6 separate regions of the Mus musculus genome follow, and all the other regions are linked to region 1. A link is a contact called in public Hi-C and promoter capture Hi-C data. All regions are on one chromosome and are shown on one strand. The core of a region is the stretch at or near the end of the contact, and the rest is flanking DNA. Distances in the headings are between cores, read along the strand shown.

Region 1 (3,124 bases), core at 618-3,117:
GTTGGAAAGATTATTTAAATAAGCACTTTAAAATATGAATTGGAAATTTCAATGTGCCACTATAATAGTACAATCTATTTGTTTTAGCTCACAATCATCATCAATTTTTTTCTGATAACCTATTAATTGTTATGCTGAAAATGAGCAAATTAAGGATCTGCAAAGCCAGGTTCTAATCAAGACGATACTACTTCATAACTGGTAAGTATTCAGATCTACAAGGGCAACTATTTCCTCTAAAGAAACACTTTAAAAGGAAGTTTTTTTTTTCTTCTGAACAGGTTTAAATCATTGTCCAAAGAAAACCAAAAAGTCAACAAAAAAGAATATGTTAAGTACACACATGCCTAGATCTTAACAGCCACAAAGAAAGTGAAATATACACACGTTTCAAGTTGAGAAGCTTCATACATTCTTTATGAACAACTTGACTTCAATTTCAACTCTCCAAGGGAAAGGAATAGAGATGAAGATGGGAGAAGGAAAAAAAAAAAAAAAAAAACTCTCAAAGTACCATAACTGTCACAAATAGCGTTGTGAACTGAGTTCTCACAAAGCTTCCTTATATCCTTTTCCTGTTCATCACAGACAAAGTCTAAACCACAATGAAAATTGTTAACACTCTCCTGTGGGGAGGGAGGTGCATCAAAGTGAAACAGAACCTCAGGACTACCCCTCCCATCTCCACATGAAGGATAAAGCGCTGTCAGTAGCCACTAACCAAAGTAGCACAGATGCCCTGCATCCGGTTTAAATCACAAGCACACACACACACACACACACACACACACACAAACCCGAAAAGGGGAGGGGGGAGAGAGAGAGAGGAGAGGGAGAGGAGACAGAGGAGAGACAAGAGAGGAAAGAGGAGAGAAGAGAAACAGAGAAACAGACTTAAAAAAAAAATCTCTCAAGAGCAGCAGAGGCCCCCTAGTTTCAATGTGTGTGCAAATGGGGGGAAGGGGGGAGAAGACTGCTGAATGGATATTAAGACTGTTTGCAGCACAAAGAAAAATACAGTTTTAAAAGAAAAAAAAAAAAAAAGAATCCCGTGAGGCCAGTGATGGTCAAATAAGTGCAGTCCGTTCAGCAGCAGGCACAGAGGGGCCGAAACGAAGGGAGCGGGCTTCGGGAAAAGTTCACCGAGGTACCAGGATAAAAATAACAAAACCCCCAACAAGGCCCCGCAAGTGAACAACAACCACCACAGCGCAGCACCTTTTGGGGACCCCCCCTGCTCACTGCTGTCTATTTCGATTTGGAAAGCAGCAGCCACCAGGCAGCTTTGCAAAGCAGCGAATTAAAGAAAGAGAGAGGGAGAAAGCGAGCCCCTTCTCTCCACCTGCCCCTCCTCCTGGGCGCCCGCGGACCTGGGGGGGACGCTCCAACACCCGCGACGGACAGCGGCGGCTTCCTAGCCCGCTCGCCCCGCAGCCCCGGCTCCCGCTCCATCCCCGAGCGCCGAGGCCGGGCGGGCAGGCGCGCGGCGCCCACACCCCCGAGCCCGCCGCGCGCGGGTCCATTGTAAACAAGCCCCCGGGACCGAGCCCCTCAAGCGGCCGCAGCCGGTGTCAGGAGGGAGACCCCGCACAGCCACGCTCGCTCGCACACACGAACACACGCACGGACACACACGCTCCCACACACATGTAGAGAGACCGAAGAATATTCACCTTGGCTGTGGATTATTGTGGTGTTGTTGGTGGGTGATGGAGATGGTGGTGGTGGGGAGGAGGAGGAGGAGGAAGAGGAGGAGGAGGAGGAGAGGAGTAGTTGTTGTTGATGGGTAACAGTCGCCAGGACTACGGTGACTATGGCGCTTGATTCACAAGGCAACGGTTGCTATAACTCACAAAAGAGAGAGAGAGGGAGAGAGAGAGGGAGCGAGGGAGAGGGAGACACTCGCGCGGGGAGGGGCGGGGGGGAGGGAGGAGGGGAGAGGGCGGGCCCGAGAGCGCCGGAAGAAGCGGCTTCGGCGCCGTGACTGACAGCTCGGAGCCCGGGCGGGGGGCTGCGGTCGGGATTCCGACGTCGGTTTTTCCCCCGAGGTGCGCTTTAAGACTTGGCGGGCCCGGGGTCAGGGCGAGTCTGCCTGGAGGAACGGGACGGAGGACGCCGGGGAAAGCTGAGGGTCTGGAGGCGAGGGCTACTTTCCGTCAAAGGAGCCCCGCCTGCCTCTGCCGCCAGCTCTGTGCCCAGCCGCCCCGCAGCCGCGAGAGGAAAAGCGCGAAGCCAGGGGAGGGGGAGTGACGACGGAGCCAACACTGTGTGAGACGCGCGCTACCGCGGAGGCAGACCCCACTTTGAAGAGCGGGCTCCACCCCGGGGCGTACGTCATTTCCTGGGCGGCCCCAGCTAATATCCCGGATGTGCTGCGCTCCTCCCCTCTCTCTCCTCTCTTCCCCCCGCCCCGCTCAGGTTTTTTTTTTTTTTTTTTTTTTTTCTCCCCTCCCTCTCCGTGGTCGCCAGTGTGGTGTTTCCCGGTCGGTCGTTTATGCCTCGCGGGTGATCCCTTTCCCAGACTCTCTGCGGCCGGCGCGGGCCTCCAGGGTCTCGGCTTTGCCCTCCCCTCCATCGAATTCCGCTTTCTCGCGCCTCCCGAGGCCGCGGGGTCCTGAGGAGCGCGGGCGGCGGGGTGTGAGCGGTGCTCCCGCCGCCATCTTAGGGAGCGAGAGCCTGGGCGCGCGAACGGTGACCCATCTCGCTCGGCGCGGCCGCTACCTCCCTGCGGAACCGAGACGCCAAGTTAGCACCCTGCAGGACCGGGAGGAAGTGCCAAGGGGAAGGGAATTCGAGCTTTCCGAGGATGAGGGTCCCTACAGGGGTGGGTTAGACCTTTCAGAGTAGCCCTCGGTAGGTCCTTAAGGGGCTCTACCCTTTCAGAGTTGACGGGATGGATCCCAGCTAGACCAATCGCCCTATTAGCTGGCATCGGTTTCTTAACAGCCTGGGGGTAGCTTGTTCTTGAGCTGTGTTGGACACGGGAACGGCTTCTGTCCATGGAGAACATTATTAGCACACAACCTGGCACCTCAAACTCGAGTTGATAAGGCACAGCTTCTGAAACCTCATGGTTCAAGCATATTCGTCCAATTCTCCTCATACTGGAGTCCAGCAGGCACGT
Region 2 (3,014 bases), core at 157-2,656, 1.3 Mb after region 1:
ACAAGCAGTTCCACTTCATTTTATGACTCTCATTAATTCCTTATTTCCAAGTCAAGTAAGAACATTGATTTTTTTTTAAAGTTCTGATAAGTTGCTTCACTTACAAACACTGCTTTGAAAAAAACTATAAAATTAGTTAAGGGAATCTACAAACACATTTTACAACATAGGAGAAAGGCTAATATCAGAATGGCAAGGGTAGGTCAAGACCACGAGATCTCTATGCAATTCAGCACGCTAGTTCACCTTCAGTGCTGCTGCAAACCACAGAGAAGCTTCATCTGTCCCCATACTACAATCTACCTATCTGCATCGATGAGCTATCCATGCCGAGACTCATCTCATCCGCCCTTGTCCTTCCCTGTGCCCTTTATTAAGTTTTCACTTCACATGAATTGCTCCGTTGGCTTTGCTCTCCCTCTCTCAGCCCTTCTGGACGAACCTTACTGCCCTACGCTGTTGCTTCTTTTCCCCTCCTGTTCAGCACATCCTGACCTCCTCGCTCTTCCCCGTATAATTCAGACAGCAGTGTCTTTCCCCTAAATAAACTTTTCCTCTAAATAAACGCCCCCAATCCCATCCCATCCTATCTATGTGACTAGTTCCTCATCACCTATATCTATCTTCTGACAATGCCCCCGACAGTGGTTAATTTCAAATGAGCAAGAATTTATTTGACTCGTGATTTGAAGATGCTCCAGGGTCCAAGGACTTTTCCTGTAGCATCATCCCATAGCGGAGGTGCCGGAAAAGGAGGATGAAGTGATCTTGCAACAGATTCACTCAGGACAATCCACTTCTGTGATAATGGCCTGACTCCGTTTCAAGAAAATTTAATTCCCTCACTTCACTTCCTAACGCTGCCCTGGAGATTAAGCTTATAACACACGGAATTTGGGGTATACATGAAACCTAAGGCCATCTTTTTAATAAGGCCTACTCTGAACAAATTATTTCTTCTAAGTCTAAAGTGAACTTCATATAAGTCTGTATGGTTTTTAAAACTGTATTCACACGTACACTAGGTACAAATTCTATTTCCTACAGAAATTCACTGGCAGAGCAAAGTCAAGGATAAGAAAAGAGGAGTTTGCACACTGATAAGCTACCAAGCCTTCCCTTCAGAGTTTTACCTGGGTTTGTGAATCTTCTCCAGGCGGAGGAAGAAGGGTGAGGGTTGAAGGCTTTGCCCTTGCGTGAGTAGTGGGGAAAGAACTGTGTCATAGGACTTTGCTCCTCCATCTCGAACCGGCTCCAGTCACTTTGGCCACAGAGTTTTATAACTTCTATCAGCAGGTGCCTGCCGCACAGCTTCCTGGGTCTGGATTCCTCTTCCTCTTCCCTGGAGAAAGGAGTCAGTAGGAGTCCAAGCCACAACAGACAAGAACAGCACAGCTGCTTCATCCCTGGGCTCCGCCACAGGGCCGGGCGCGCTGCAACGGCCGTCGCCCCGCCCCCGCCCCGCCCCGCCCCGCCCCGCCTTCGCCACCCACCACGCCCCCAGCCACGCCCCTCTCCGCACCGCCCTCGGGTTGCCCTCCCTCGCAGGCAATCTTCTCCAGAACACTTTGGTTAGGTGCGGGGTGTTCCAGGCTTACATGGACTTCCGGCTTGCAGAAAGTTGAAATTAACAGGCTCTTTTGGCCTCAGAAATGCAAGTTTTAAAATGTCTTCTTTTCCTAACTTTATTCATTCATTTTCCTTGTCGTCAAAGTTGAAATTAACAGGCTCTTTTGGCCTCAGAAATGCAAGTTTTAAAATGTCTTCTTTCTCTGACTTTATTCATTCATTTTCCTTGTCGTGCGCTCCAAGAAACTGCCTCATGAAATATGAGAACCTAGGACTCTGAGATGCAGCATCCCCCCCACACCTGGAATGTGATCTTCTTTTTGCCTAGTGTTTACAGGAGCCATTTCTTCCCTTCGGAGAAACTTATCTCCTTCATGGATTATATTTTTTAACTTTAAAAAATTGGTACTGGAACTAGAGAGATGTCTTGGCAGTTAGGAGAACTTGCTCTTGCCGAGGATCCGGGGTCGCTTCCCTGTACCAACAAAGCAGCACATGGTAGTCTGTAACTCCGGTTCAGTACCAGTCATACTCGTGGTGCATATACAGACATGCAAGCAAACACTCATACATATCAAATAAAATAAATAAACCCTTTTTAAAAATTACTCATTCCATCGCGGTGTCTTCTCACATCTATCGCACTGTACTTCACTCTCTCTTACTCGCCTCCCTTAACCACCCTCTCCCAGTTCCTGCCTTTAGTAATTCCCCTTTTTGCTTTTTTTTAATTACATGTCCTCTATTAATTGATTGCCTCCTACCTTCTTTAAGCACTCATCCCTCTCGGAATCCCTTTTGTAGTTTCATGACCTACAAACACAAACATTTAAGCATACACATATATAAACACACAAATACATAGTTTTAAGTCTAGATTCTACATGTACATAAAAGCATCATTTAGTATCCGGTTCCCGGTAAAAATTGCCTTAATTTATTTATATGAGCACATTCTTTTTTACAATAAATTATCATCACCATTATTATTATTATATTATTATTATTATTATGATGTTTATTTACTGCTGATGTGTGTGTATAAGTTGGATCCAGTTCTCTCCATGCACCATATGGGACCCCAAGATCGTTGTCACATTGTCAGGCTTGGCAGCAAGTGCCTTAACCCGCGAAAGCATCCCACTGCCTGGGAATGCATTCTTAACTGCTACACACTATTATTAGCAGGATAATGGCTGAATGGATTTATTTAACTGAAAAAAAATTATTTGCATGCCTAATTTTGAGTGAATAAGTTCTAATATTATAAAATTAATTTCAGATGTATTTACTAGAATCCCATACTATTAATTTTACTCCAGAACATTGTCATAAAATATTTGTCTTTCTGAATCAAATGTACTTTATTTAACATAATATACACTTGTATCCATTTTCCTACAAAGGTCATAATTTTGTGGGTTTTTTCTTCATAAATGTATTCA
Region 3 (3,131 bases), core at 59-2,558, 1.4 Mb after region 1:
AACATCCTTTAGTTTTCTTTTGCATGTCGGAGCAGACGGTTGAATTTTTACATCTGCTGCAAGCATCTTCAAACATCTTCAAAGAAACCGACTGTTTTCTAGTACACACACACACACACACACACTCTCCCCTCAGTCCCTTGGCCTAAGGGGGTTAGCTCTCCATCCCTTGAAGTGGTCGGACAATCTTTCAGTCAATCGTCTAGAGAAGAGAAGAGAAACACTTTGAAAAGCTAGCTAGGATTTAGGCTTACCTCCTTCTGGGCCTTGCTCTCTTGGACTTGGACTTTGGATGTGTCGGGGGAAATCTCAGGTACACGGTTAAATATAGAAGGCAAACAGGAGTGTCCCTCTGGAGATCTCACCTGCCAATGAGCATGCCACACCCTGTAACTTCACCCTTGAACAGTGTTTCCAACCTCTTCTGACCATACCTAACAAAGCCATGTTGCACTCTTTCCTTAGGATGTCCCAAATACCTCCAAATGTCTCTCTCCCAGAGACACGATATTATCAGCGATAAGTAAGCGTGGCCCCAAACTGACTTATTACAGGCAACACAGACAACCACCATGTCCTATAGGATGGAGGATACAGATGTGAGTCCAGGCTGCTCCTGGATTTTTGTTTGTTTGTTTGTTTTGGGTTGAGGATGGGGAGGCAGGCGTGTCTCCTGTTCCAAGAGGCCATGATTCAAATTACTCTGGAAAGGCGTGTTGGGAAGGGTGTCCTGATTGTACAGATCCCAGACAGACTTTCCCTGGTCATCCTTGGAACCTGGATTCCATTTAGAAGGAAAGAAATTCTACACGATTTCTGTCATCCAGATTTCTTCCCTGATTTAGTACCAGAATTTTTGGCTAGTCACAACATCACTATCATTCTCAATAACTCTTCCAAACCAAGTCCCCTAGCAGGAAGCACATAACCTCTGGGGGTGTTTTGTTTTGTTTCCACTCTCGCTCTGTTGAGCCAGTTTAGCGTCATATAGGTATTTCCCTAAAGGAATTCCATTTTCCTGTCCATTGCACTCTGCAGTCTTGTCCCAACTTGGTGACAATGGTACAGAGAGATCACACTCACAGAACTGGGTTGGCAATACCTGTCAGCCTCGGAGGCATCAGCAAGAACCCAGAGCCCTGGCCTTCCCTGCCCAGCCAGAGCTGCAGCTGTGCGGGACCGTGCGACGGAGCCGACCCCTCCCTCCCAGGTGTCTGTGACCCGAAACACTCACGCGACACGGTGCGGGGACGGTGACCGCAGCAGAGGCCTCTAGCCAGAGCTCCAGAGCGATCAGCGCAGGGACAGTACCTTGCTTCGGCAGAGCCCCAGGATTGGTTGGCTATGACAGTGGATCACGAGCTTCAACCAATCAGCGTGGCCTTTGGCTCCCTTAAGCGCTCGGGTGCCCGCGGAGGCCTGGGGTGTTCTTCCGGTGCAGGCGCCTGGAGCCGGGAGGTGGGCGGGGCGGGACAGAACCGCAAATTCCAACCTGCATGGTCTTGTAAGGTGCGTGATTTTGAGGGAAGGCCCAAGGAAGCAGCGTGGAAATGTTTCAAGTCCTCGGAGTCCGGTGCCTCAAAAACAAAACAAAAACAACAACAAAACCCATCACCAAATCTCGCTTAAAGGTAACCAGGGAACAAAAGCAGACAGTGACCAGAATTTCCGTATTTCCCTATGCGTTTTCCATATTTCGTACTCCTACCAGAATTGTCTGTCTATAGTACAACTCCGAACTTCACTAGGAAACACTGGACCCATTAGCACTTACTATGTAACCGGTTGGGGAAATAGTATGTGAATCACAACCTTTAGGAAGGGCTCTGCATTAGCATGTGTTGGCTCCACACCTTAGAGAAGGCAATCTAGCCTCTTCCAGGCATATCTAGCCTCGCAGGCTTGTATAGATGTTTTTAGTTCCAGTGTTCCTTATTCTGACTTTTAGATCCCTCATTCCAAACATTACTTGGATGGGAAAATTGCAACAGAATCTTTATTTAGTTCTATTTGTGGGAGGAGATGGGTGTTGCTAGGAGTAAATGCTTTTGGAGAGAAACAAGTAGCCCATCCCTAAGGTAGGAAGTAGTGTCTATACGTGCAGACTAAACTTGTCTCCGTTCTGTTCCCAGCTCTGTAACCTGTACGAGGAACAGAGGTCGTTGTACCTTCAGATAAACACTGTGGGAACCAAGAATGTTAAACACACAGGGTTGTAGCTTCAAAGAGAAAGATTTAGAATGTGTTTTCCGCCCAGAAGACTGGGAGCAGAAGTGGTTAACATTTGCACTGTGTGTGCGAGACCTCACCAGATCCTTCCCTCATCATGAGCTGTTTTTCTCAGTCAATCTATAGAACCTATCTTTATGGATAATGTCACATGCAGTCACCCTAGAGACCCCATCTTAATCTATGTTCTACCTTTTCAAAGACTTACATATTCTAGATAGTTCGTATAAATGAAACGGACTTCTTTTGTTTTTGTTATTTTTTTTTTGTTGTTGTTGTTGATGCTGTTGTTGTTTGAGACAGGGTTTCTCTGTGTAGCCCTGGCTGTCCTGGAACTCACTCTGTAGACCAGGCTGGCCTCGAACTCAGAAATTTGCCTGCCTCTGTCTCCCAAGTGCTGGGATTAAAGGCGTGCACCACCATGCCGAGCTGACTTCTTTTACTTTAACACTAGTGTGTGTGTGTGTGTGTGTGTGTGTGTGTGTGTGTGTGTATCTAAGCTATAGTAGGGGCTGGTGAGATGGCTCAGTGGGTAAACATGCTTACCACCCTGAGACCCAGTTCTATTTCTGGGCTCCACATAGTGGAAGGGAAGAACCCATTATTGTTAGCTGTCTTCTGACATCCCTAACTGTTCCACGTATGAGTGTGCACTTGCGCACACAGAGAGTAAATACATGTTAAATGGAAAGAAAAATTAAACAGGTAAACTATAGCATGGATTATGGCTCCATTTCTTGTTGGGACTAAATAGTAGTCCAGTGTATGACTATAAGGCATTTTGTGTGTCCATTGAGACCGATGGACATTTGCATGATTCTATTTAGTCTAGTATGAAGAACATTGCTAGTTTTGTGAGCATGTTGTCAGTTGTCTTGGGTAGTAGGGGTAGAATGGCTGGG
Region 4 (3,419 bases), core at 433-2,932, 1.1 Mb after region 1:
TGAGAGTGGACATAATTTATTTGAGAGTTATTTCTAGCACGTATCAGAGAGAAGCTGGGAAGGGATACAGGGAAAGAAGCCAGGAGATGGTGCTTAACCAAGAGGATGCCACAGCCAGAAACTGGAGCTGAAAGGACACCCCAGAGTTACCTCCTGGATGTGCAAAGAGAGCCTGGGTATTTCCATGTCAGCCCAGGACAGTCATTGCCTGAAGACTAGGAGAATTGATACCTCAGTACTATTGGCCTGCAATTCCAGGTGGGTTTGAAAATCTAGAAGCAGAGGTGAGACGCTGATGGAATAAAACTCAGAAGGTCTCCATTGAAAGCAGTGAGCTCTGAACGGATGTGAGCATTCTTTATTGAATAATATCTTTTTTCTAAAGACTATTGAGTAATTAAACGAGATAGCATTAAAAAAGAAAATGAAAAATCCATTCCTGATGTGAAAGTACCCCTGGTGCTTTAGTATTCTTCACAACAACGTTTAGAGGAGAGCCTATGGGTCCTGGAGCTTTTCCAAAGAACGCTGCCTGTCAGATGCCGCTTAGCTGTGTAAAGGCAGTCTTAACAGAATGGCGTTGTGGTAAGTGGGTTAGCTGCCTCAGTGGATTTCAGGGCTGATCCGTAGACTCTTCTCTGATGGCCACTGATGCTCCTCGGGGTTTCCTTGGGACTCTCACTCGCTTAGGATGGCCCCCTTTTTTTTCTTTCTCCAGCTTCTACTCCATCCTTCACTGTGCTTTCTGGGACTTAAGGTCTGGGGTTACAGCCCGTGAATGGCTGGCTGTAAACCTAACACTAAGACCACTGCGTTCCTAAGTTGGTAGTCATTTGATTGTTTTTTTAATGGAGGCGTGAAACAGTACAATATTTAGAAAGGTTTTGTAGTGCAAGCTTGGATGACAGGACAGATGGAAAAGCAAGATCTCCACCCACCCATCCCCCGTGCATGCATGAGCATGTATGTCTTGAAGTTATTGCAACTGTCCATTTTGAGTCATGCGAGGTTACAGATATGTCTTGACACCAAACTCAAAGAATATGAACGAAGGGGCAGCTGAGAAAGGGACAAAGAGAGGCCCCTCATTACAAAATAAGCAGCGGTCTCTTGTCTAAAGGCTCGGGGTCCTAGTTCAGGCAGCCTCTGACAGCTTGGCAATTTCCCGGGAGTGAAAGATTGCAGGCTGCACCTCAGAGGATTTCGGCTCAGACCCAGACAAGGCGCCTACAACAGGGTAAGCGTGTCAATCCTGTTCTCTTCGGTGGCAGGAAAACGCGGGAGAGGCTAGCTAGCATCCTTGCCCGGGGCTGCCGTAGGTACGTTGCTAAGTACCACCAGCTGTGGGCACCCAGGCGGAGCCATTGCCTCCTTTATCGCATAGGCCGTGAAAGTCCGGCACAGACAGACAGACAGACCCCCAAGGCGTCTGGGCGCCGGGGTTTCCCCGCAGCACTAACTGGGTCCCTCCAGCCGCGCGCTGTTGCTGGGGCCCGGGCACCGCCCTCTTTCACTACCGGCCAATGGCAACGCGGCATGAGCACCGCCCAGCTACAGCGCAGACCAATGGCGACGCAGAGAGGGCAACACCCAGATCCCTCGTGGGCCAATGGTAGTGTGCCTCGGAGGCCGGGCCGCCCCAGCCAGGGGAGGAGGCGGGCGGGCGGCCGCTGGCTCCGCCCCGCTCCCCTCTGACCCGGTGTCTAGTCGCTCTGTCTTCCTGTTCTAAACCACGTGGACGCGTCGGGGGCTGCCTTGGTCCTGGTCGCGCTCCCGGGTCCCGGGTCCCGGGCCTCTGCGGACGGCGCGCACATGGCGACCCAGGCGCACTCACTCAGCTACGCGGGGTGTAACTTCTTGCGCCAGCGGCTGGTCCTGTCCACCCTGAGCGGGCGACCGGTCAAGATCCGCAGGATTCGCGCCAGGGACGACAACCCGGGCCTCCGAGGTGACTTGGGAGGGGGCGCGAGGAGGGAGGACCCGGGGTCGTAGCCCGGAGTGGCCACTGGGCGCGTGGGAGGGATGGTGGTCGGGCGACAGATCTGTCCGCGAGCTGCGCCACGCGTGGAAGGATGCCCTGTGGCTCCTGGGCACGGGTAGTAAACAGCTGCACGTTTTCCTGGCTAGCTTGTTGCTACGAATCGTAGGCATCGCCCACTCGCTTCCCTCTCTTGAGTCTCTTGCTTTCGCCATAAACCTCCCTGGAGAAAAACAAACAGTTTATTGGACCAACATCTAGTGATTGAGTGAGACATTAGAGAGAAAAGTACCACAGATTGGTTTCCCAATCTCATCCAAAGCAGGTCTCTGAAACCGCTGCCCCGCTTGGACACCAGTTTTTGTCGCCATTATTTATCTCCTCCCCCCCCCACCACACCCCCGCCCTATCTCTTCGGAAGTGTATTATAAAATTTTATTTTTAAACGATGCGCTTGTTTCTATTAGTCACCGATGTGCGCAGTAGCGAAGCTTTGTAATAGGGTTTTGTTTTGTTTTTCTTGAACCGGAGTCTCATGTTGCTCAGGTTGCCTTCAAACTATGTATGTAACTGAGGATGCCCTTCAAGTCCTGTTCCTTCTACCTCCCCACCTCCCGAGTGCTGGGATTACAGGTCTGCTCCTGAGCGCTCAACCAAGATAGTTTTTACGTCGTAGACGTAGTTGTCTTGGCTTAAGGAAAAGGAAGGCCAAACATTAAACTGCAGGCTTCAAAGGTCTTATTGATTTATCTGTCTCACAAAGGTAGATAGATAGGTTGAACCCATCATTTGAACCCGCGTCTTGTTAAATGGCTTTGGTTTGCAGCTGTTCCCCTAGAATTTAGGTGCGTGTTCAAAAGTGTCTCCAAGATCCCTTCTGATAAAGACAATTGAACCAATTAAAACCAAAAAGAGAAAAAAAAAAAAAACTATCAGTAGCCTGAAAGGGGGGGGGGGGTTGTAGTTCGTTCAGGAGACCTCCTGGGTCAGGCTGGTATGTTTATTTTTGCGAGGTTTTTTTTTTTTTTTTTCTTTTCTTACTAGAGGGCTAGATTATTTCATCATGTCTGAATTTTTTTTTAATAATTTCATTGCTACCACTGTAAACGTTTTGTGCATGGTGATGGAAATAGGTTAGGAAAGAAAAAAAAAACAGAAGGCTTGTTAAGGGAGTGAGTAAAGTCTGTCTTCCCTGTTGGAGAGAGCACTGGGCTTGGTGACACAGCCTTGTAATCCTAGCACTCTGTAGGCTGAGGCAGGAGGATCCCAAGTTCAAGGCCAGCTTGGGCCACACAGTGTGTCTCTGAGTTAGAGGTCAGCCTGGTCTACACTTGTGAGTTCTTTTTTTTTTTTTTTTGGTTTTGTTTTTTTGTTTTTTGTTTTTTTCTTTTTCGAGACAGGGTTTCTCTGTGTAGCCCTGGCTGTCCTGGAACTCACTTTG
Region 5 (3,067 bases), core at 452-2,951, 1.5 Mb after region 1:
GGCTGGAGTGGTGATGGAGGGAGAAAGTGGTGATGGGGGGGGGGTACGGGGGGACAGAAGATTTGAGCACTGGAATTGTTAGCACATTTCACAATGTTAAAGTATGATCTTTGAACCTCAGGTCGGTCTATATTATATAACGTTTCAGTCACAGTGGGTAACACTTAGGGAGATTTACAGTGAGATATTTTACCCATCACTCCCAAGTGAGAAAGGACCAGAGGGTCTCCTCCTCCTGTCCATGTTCAGGCCACTCTCACACTTCACCTTGAGCTGGTCTAAAGACTGCTGGGTCCTTGGAAGGGAGAGCAGTTTTTCTTAGGCCATGTGACCTTGGGCATATCCAGCACTTTAACTAGCGATGATCCAGCACCATCATCTGTGGTTTTCTGTGGAATTAAATCAAAGCATCCTCTTAATTTTTTTGTAGACCTTAGCTGCTACAAAAGATCACAGGAGGAGAATCCCACCCAGAAGCTCACCAGTAAGTGAGGTCAAAAAAAAAAACAATTAAAAATTACTTAGAAACATCTACACTGCCCATGATTGCAGACACACTGGTGAGGCACATGAACACACTGAAGTAGAGGTAGAGCAAACATTCTCAATGGAATTGCAGCACATTTTCACTTCCTCTGCCACGTGTACAACTCTGTCTGAAAAGTACTAGACAACGAAGTTCTTCTATGATTTTATATTGGCAAGGCAGAGACCTCTCTGGACCTCTTGATTTATCCAGCGGGTGTAACTCGGATCATCAAGATTCCGTCCACACAGATGAAAATCTGAAAAATAGTTTTCAGGTCTGCTCTGCTTAAAATATCCCAGGAATGCTGTGTTGGCCTGTGGGACACACCAGGACAGAGATTCTAGGAGATCCTCTGGAAACAAAAGGCTAGTGAGCTGGGACTTTAGTCAACGTCTTCGAAAAGCAAGCGTTAGAACAATTACGGAAAGTTACATTGTTATTAAAATCCGGATTGTTACTTTGTTGTTACTTTTAAACTTTGAAAGAGTTACAAAAAGCTGCAGCTATTTTTAAGGTTCCAGGTCCAAAAGTTGAGCACCCCTTCATTCCTCCCAACCCCCAAATTAAAAACATCAATACGGTATCTCCAGTCTGGATCAACACAAAACCTAAGTCCATTTCTTTTCCTGAACAGTTTACTGGGGCTGCAAAAGACCCCATCTGGCTTCGCCTAGCATTAATAACTAAACAGGCAGACAAGACTGAAGCACTTTAGTGACTGAATAAAGAGCCTGCCTAGAATGTAAGCTCTGTACGGCCAGGGACATCACCAGCTCTCACTTTAAACCGCAGCACACAAAGGATTTGTGGGTACAGACTCGAACCCCAAGCCTTGGAGTCGCAGAGACCCAGCTCCAAGCGCAGCCCGGGAGTCACGTGACGCGCGCTCCGCTCGCCCCGCCCCCTTCAACCCCGGAGGTCGCGCCAATCCAGGGATCGTGCAAGTGGGCCCGGCCGCTCCGATTGTCACTGACTGAGCCTGTCGCCTCATCCCGGTCCCCAGCTCCACGCGCCAGGTCGCCAGCCAGCAAGGCGTCCCGAGCCCTCGACGTCCTGCCCCGCGGCCTGCGTTCTGACGCGGGGCGGTCCGAGGGAGCCGGGCGGAGCCTCCCCGCGCCGTGCGGCGTGCTGACGCGAGCGGCGAGCGGGGCGGGCCGGCCTCGGCTCCTCCCGCCGCGGGCCCACTGGCCGCCCGCCTCCCCCACCCTCGGCCGGTCAGCGTCCCAGACTGCGTCGCGCAGCATCGCGTCGGCCCGGCCCGGCCCGGCCCCCGGGCAGATGCCCCGAGTTGCCGCTGTCGCCGCCGCCGACTCGGCCGGTGGCGGTGTGGGAGGTGGGCGCCTGGCCCGGGGCCGCCGAGCGTGACAGACACGGCCGGGGCCGCCGGGGGGCTGTCGGGGCCGCGCGCGGACCATGTATTTCCTGAGCGGCTGGCCCAAGAGGCTGCTCTGCGCGCCGCGGAGCCCGGCCGAGGCGCCGCTCCACGTCCAGTCTGACCCTCGGAGAGCGTTCTTCGCCGTGCTGGCCCCGGCCCGCCTCAGCATCTGGTACAGCCGAGTAAGTAGGCGCCGGCGTCCCGACTTCCCCCGAGCGGCCCCTGTCCGGTCCCGACTTCCCCAGAGAGGCCCGGATCTAGTCCCGATTCTCCCCGAGCGACCCTGGCCCCGTCCCGACTCCCTCCGAACGACCACCGTCCGGTCCCAACTAACCCCGGGCGAACCCAGAACCATCCTGATCACCCTCCCTATAGTGACCCTGGAACTGGCGCGACTGCCGCCGAGCGACCCCGGACCGGTCCCGACTTCCCCCGAGCGACCCCGGCCAGTCCCGACTCCCTCCGAGGGAGCGACGGCGGTCCCGTCCCAACTAACTACCCCCGAGCGACCCCAGCCGGTCCCGACTTACCCCGAGCGACCCTCGCTCTCGAGTTGGAGCCGCGCGCGGACAGTCTCCACTGCACCCCAGTCCCCGCGTGGCACCCACAGCCGCGCGCCAGGCCTGGAGCTCCCTGGCGGAGCCCAGACTTGCCTGCCTCTCTGCCCCCATTGCCGCCGAGCCAATCTGTTGGAGCGTCCCCCAGCACTCCGGCAGCTGTGGCGTCCCCGCTCCCCCACCCCCCACCCCTGCTTTAAAGGTTGTTGTTTAGTGGAGTTCCGGAAAGCCTGTTGGTCTTTACCAAGTGTCAGAATTTACAGTCCTGTGGTAATTGATTTCTGAAAACTTAAAGACTTGTTGGGTTTGAGTGTAGATATCTGGTAACTTTAGCTCCGGGTCTCCCCCACACATCACGGACTCCAGTCCTTTTCTTGGCTGCTCTTGGACTCTGGAGAGCTCTGCTGGGATGGTTGGAGAGTCGGGGAGCTCACGTCTGTCCGCGCCGCACCTGGAAATTATTATTTCCAGGCTTAGAAAGAGCATGGGGTCAGAATTCTTTGCTTTCAGCCTGGCTTTTTTTTTTTTTTCCTCCCGTGCCTTGAGTTCCGAGTAGATAAGAGAATTAACTTGAAAAAGTAAGGGGTGAATGGGCTAGCCCCCGTC
Region 6 (3,286 bases), core at 583-3,082, 1.0 Mb after region 1:
CTAGCAGAGCCAGAGCATCCGCAATTCCAACCCTGATGAAACTGAGTCAGGAGGATTACTCCAAATTCAAGACTAGCCAGAGCAACTGTCTGAGACCCTGTTAAAACAAAACAAAACAAAAAACCTACTTCCAATAATGAATCTTCAAAGTTTGTATTAAGAAAGTATTTGTCTTTCTGTGTCATAAAAATGAACTGAGCATTAAAACTGCCGAGTGGGTGGCTGAACAACTTTGTGTGTTCAGCTCCTTGGTCTCTGTAGTCTCTGTCCATGTTTCAGAGATGCAGTCCTGGGCACCCTGAGGCTTAACAGGGGTTAACGTGTAGCAAGAAACATTGTTTCTTCATTTTTCAGAAATGTATTTAAATACCCTTTCATTTACTCTTTTCAAATGTTCTGTGTTTTCCTACCCATGAGCATTCTTTGCCACCCACAGTCAGGCCAGCTCTGAGTCGGTATGCAGGTCACCCCTAAAGACTTCTACTGTACTTTGGATAGCAGCAAAGTCTTCAGGACTTGGGACTGTTTGCAGTAACTCGCATTGCAATCTGTTGCACTAAGAACATTTAGCAAGAGTCAAATAACCTTTCGATAAACTTTAATTAACTGCAGCCTTTATTATTTCTTAAGGTCGACATTAGAAGAAAACGAAAACATGCTTGAGGGGTGCAGAGGATCGAGCCAAAGAAACTGAAAACTGTGGGTTTTCACACACCCCCACCCCCACGCACACACTTGAATATCAGTGTCTTTTAAACAAACAAAAAACACCCTTTCCTAGAAACTAGCTATACACCCGCCAGGAGGGAGTGGAGAGGTAAATAAATCGCGGTAGATTCAGCAGACACAGGGTAAGCAGTGCAGTGCGGAACCGGACAACGTCTCCATATGGGATGGCAGGCTGAATGCAGTGTGCGAAAACACTGATGTGGAGTAAGTAGATGGTAACTTGATACACTGAGGTTGTAAGAAGGAGCTTTACACAAAGACATTTCCAGAAGGAGATAGACTGTTTCTCTCCGAGGTTCTGGGCTGAGGTAGGGACTAAGAGAAAACTTTGCTTTTTACTTTATACATTTCTGTCTTCCCTCCTCTCCCTGGCCTTTACTTTCTTTTTTTTAAAACCTTGAACAGGTATTATTTCTGTGTAAATAAGCTTCAAATGAATTTTCAAAATAGGCACTAGTTTGAAATTGAAGGTCAACACTATTGTGGAGAAACACATCTAGTGCAAGCTTTTAAAAAATAGTTTACAGCTGTTAGTTGGCTGGCGCCTGGAATCCCAGCACTCACTAGGGAGGCTGAGACAGGAGGATGTCAAACTTAAGTTAAAGTTATCCTTGAATACATCGAATGACACTGTCCCAAAAAATAAATTTAAAAATGCTTTTCTTAAAATAGAACTTACCACAAACCCACCCTTTGTAAAGTGTTGGCTAGATTTTTTGTGCTGAGTTAGAAGACTTTGGAAGGAGAAACACAGCAATCGTTTATGTAACTGTTACAAGGACAACTTTAGTGACTAAGAAATGTCTGGGGGCATCAAAATCTAAGCCAACTTTGTGACTGCAATGAAAATAAGTAATACTTGACCTTGCAGAGAGAAAGGTCAGAATTACAAGATCCCACGGAGCTTACCATGGGCGGGAGGGGGGGGTGTAGGGAAAAAAAAAAAAAAGAAGCTAGCCCTGGCAGAGCCAAAGCCTGCCTTCTGCATACAAGGACACGTGGAGAGACAGGCACAGCTCCCCCCGGCTGGACCCCCACCGCAGCTGCCAGCTGTGTCGAATGAGCTTCTAAAAACAAAGCCAAGGGCTTTCCTTCAGTCTTTGAACTTCCTAGTCCTTTCCTTCCCCCTCCCCCATCTACCCGAAGCTGCCCACGGAGGCCAGAGGATTCGGGGCGCAACGGCTCTTTCCCCAGGCGAGGTCGGGGAGCGCTGCACCCGCGTCGCAGGACCCTCGACCCCGGCCCGCAAAGCCCCGCCGGGACGATCGCACGCCGCCAGCCCTCGGTCTCAGCTCCCACCTGTGCCCTGCAGCATGTTCTGGCGGAGCAGGTCCCCGCTGGAGAGGTGCTTCAGCTCGAAGTGTTTGGTGATGCGTGACGACACGGTGCCCTTGCCGGAGCCCGGGGCCCCCATGATCACGGCGCGCAGCAGCCGCCCCGACGCCCCCATGGTGGCTGGCGGTGGTCCGAGCTGCGCAGACGCTGGTCTGTGGCCTGGCCTGCGCGCTCACAGGCTCCGCGGCCCTGGAGGGCTGGCAGCTGCAAGCGGGCGGTGGCCAGGACGCCCGGCTCTCCCGGAAGTGAGCGACGGCCACCGGGGCCGCCCCGCCGGCTGCTGCACCGCCCCTCCGCGCCCCTGCACCCCACTCCCTTGAGCTCCACCCGGCGCCTCTTGGCATCCCCAGACCCTCGTGCCCTGTGCTGCCTGGTCCCAGCCTGCAGGCTGCGCCCGTCTGCATTCTCCCCAGTGGACAACCTCTGAGCACCCCGTTCTACTTCTAGTCTCCCGCTGGCACCTCTGAGTGCCTGGATTTCATTTTTTTCCCCCCTCTGTGTTCACCTTTTTCACCCTTAGTCTTTTCTAAGAGCCAAGTTCTGTCCTGCTCAGACCCAACAGGAAGCAGCATGCCCCCGTGTTGTGTCCCCTCGGCCCCTCTGGTTCACCAGGTGTTCCCCACCTTTTCACACCAATCCTCCCTTGACCTTCTTCCCTCTGCCTTTTCACCCCATTTCCTTCTCCTCCAGGGGTGACCTGGAACCCTCCTCACAGAAGCTTTCATCAAGTGAAGTATGTGTCTCATCTCCCTGAATCCACTTTCAGAACCAAAAGTAGCTGTCACCGTTAACTTCCGCAGAGGTCAAACATACTAGCTCCTTCAGAAATGCATTCATTTCAGGAAGAGCTACCCAGTGCCTACTGTGTGCCACTGTACTTAGAGGCCTCCGAGAATGCTATGCTGAACAAACCCGAGTTTCTACTGCTGTCCGTTTGTTTTCTTGCTTGTTTGTCCAGGGGTGGAAGTAAGGCTTTTTGAAACAGTACTGTGAATAAAAACAATAACAAACCAGCAGGCAGCAGTGATAGACGTCTTTAAACCCCGCACCCAGGTAGAGGCAGGCAGATCTCAGGATTCCTGGCCAGCCTGATCTACAGAGCGAGTTCCAGGACAGCATGGGCTACACAGAGAAACCCTGTCTTGAAAAACCAAACAACAACTAACCAGAAGGTGTGGGAGGGAGCAGTGATGCCCTGGCGTGGGCTCTGAAAACTGAAGTA

What was found. Promoter capture Hi-C pulls out the DNA fragments that hold promoters and counts their contacts. Hi-C and Micro-C count contacts between places; a contact is called where the count stands out from the background.
Region 2: a contact with region 1 is called in a promoter capture Hi-C map of pre-B cells, with 3 times the contacts expected there. A contact is called at or near these places in 4 of 39 promoter capture datasets (the 3T3-L1 cell line, cranial neural crest, liver and 1 more) and 1 of 484 Hi-C or Micro-C datasets (pre-B cells).
Region 3: a contact with region 1 is called in a Hi-C map of pre-B cells, with 4 times the contacts expected there. A contact is called at or near these places in 7 of 39 promoter capture datasets (the 3T3-L1 cell line, 3T3-L1-derived adipocytes, cranial neural crest and 3 more), 3 of 484 Hi-C or Micro-C datasets (CD4 T cells, Sertoli cells and pre-B cells), 4 of 130 datasets of targeted methods (astrocytes, cardiomyocytes, embryonic forebrain and 1 more) and 1 of 9 other capture datasets (adipose tissue).
Region 4: a promoter capture Hi-C map of pre-B cells shows a contact between it and region 1, with 3 times the contacts expected there. A contact is called at or near these places in 4 of 39 promoter capture datasets (the 3T3-L1 cell line, cranial neural crest, liver and 1 more), 3 of 484 Hi-C or Micro-C datasets (B cells, embryonic stem cells and pre-B cells) and 3 of 130 datasets of targeted methods (astrocytes, cardiomyocytes and extraembryonic endoderm stem cells).
Region 5: a promoter capture Hi-C map of pre-B cells shows a contact between it and region 1, with 4 times the contacts expected there. A contact is called at or near these places in 3 of 39 promoter capture datasets (hippocampal neurons, liver and pre-B cells), 1 of 130 datasets of targeted methods (astrocytes) and 2 of 9 other capture datasets (adipose tissue and liver).
Region 6: a contact with region 1 is called in a promoter capture Hi-C map of pre-B cells, with 3 times the contacts expected there. A contact is called at or near these places in 6 of 39 promoter capture datasets (the 3T3-L1 cell line, the HPC-7 cell line, hippocampal neurons and 2 more), 1 of 484 Hi-C or Micro-C datasets (pre-B cells) and 4 of 130 datasets of targeted methods (the NIH/3T3 cell line, astrocytes, extraembryonic endoderm stem cells and 1 more).

The regions. Positions count from the first base shown.
Region 1 is chr19:28,009,299-28,012,422 of GRCm38.p6, forward strand. Rfx3 (regulatory factor X, 3 (influences HLA class II expression)) reads right to left here and starts at 1,868. Exons shown (of 17, transcript NM_011265.3): 1 at 1,674-1,868.
Region 2 is chr19:29,323,912-29,326,925 of GRCm38.p6, forward strand. It overlaps Insl6 (insulin-like 6), which reads right to left and starts at 1,407. Exons shown (of 2, transcript NM_013754.1): 1 at 1,134-1,407. The coding sequence starts at 1,404.
Region 3 is chr19:29,360,563-29,363,693 of GRCm38.p6, forward strand. It overlaps Plgrkt (plasminogen receptor, C-terminal lysine transmembrane protein), which reads right to left and starts at 1,309. Exons shown (of 6, transcript NM_026362.2): 1 at 1,235-1,309; 2 at 255-365. It also overlaps a transcript of Cd274 not described here.
Region 4 is chr19:29,099,693-29,103,111 of GRCm38.p6, forward strand. It overlaps Rcl1 (RNA terminal phosphate cyclase-like 1), which reads left to right and starts at 1,683. Exons shown (of 9, transcript NM_021525.2): 1 at 1,683-1,948. The coding sequence starts at 1,813.
Region 5 is chr19:29,520,581-29,523,647 of GRCm38.p6, forward strand. Ric1 (RAB6A GEF complex partner 1) reads left to right here and starts at 1,702. Exons shown (of 26, transcript NM_001081319.1): 1 at 1,702-2,086. The coding sequence starts at 1,943. It overlaps A930007I19Rik (RIKEN cDNA A930007I19 gene), which reads right to left and starts at 1,407. Exons shown (of 4, transcript NR_015567.3): 1 at 1,310-1,407; 2 at 268-389.
Region 6 is chr19:29,045,651-29,048,936 of GRCm38.p6, forward strand. It overlaps 1700018L02Rik (RIKEN cDNA 1700018L02 gene), which reads left to right and starts at 1,833. Exons shown (of 1, transcript NR_028360.1): 1 at 1,833-3,079. It overlaps Ak3 (adenylate kinase 3), which reads right to left and starts at 2,311. Exons shown (of 5, transcript NM_021299.2): 1 at 2,029-2,311. The coding sequence starts at 2,179.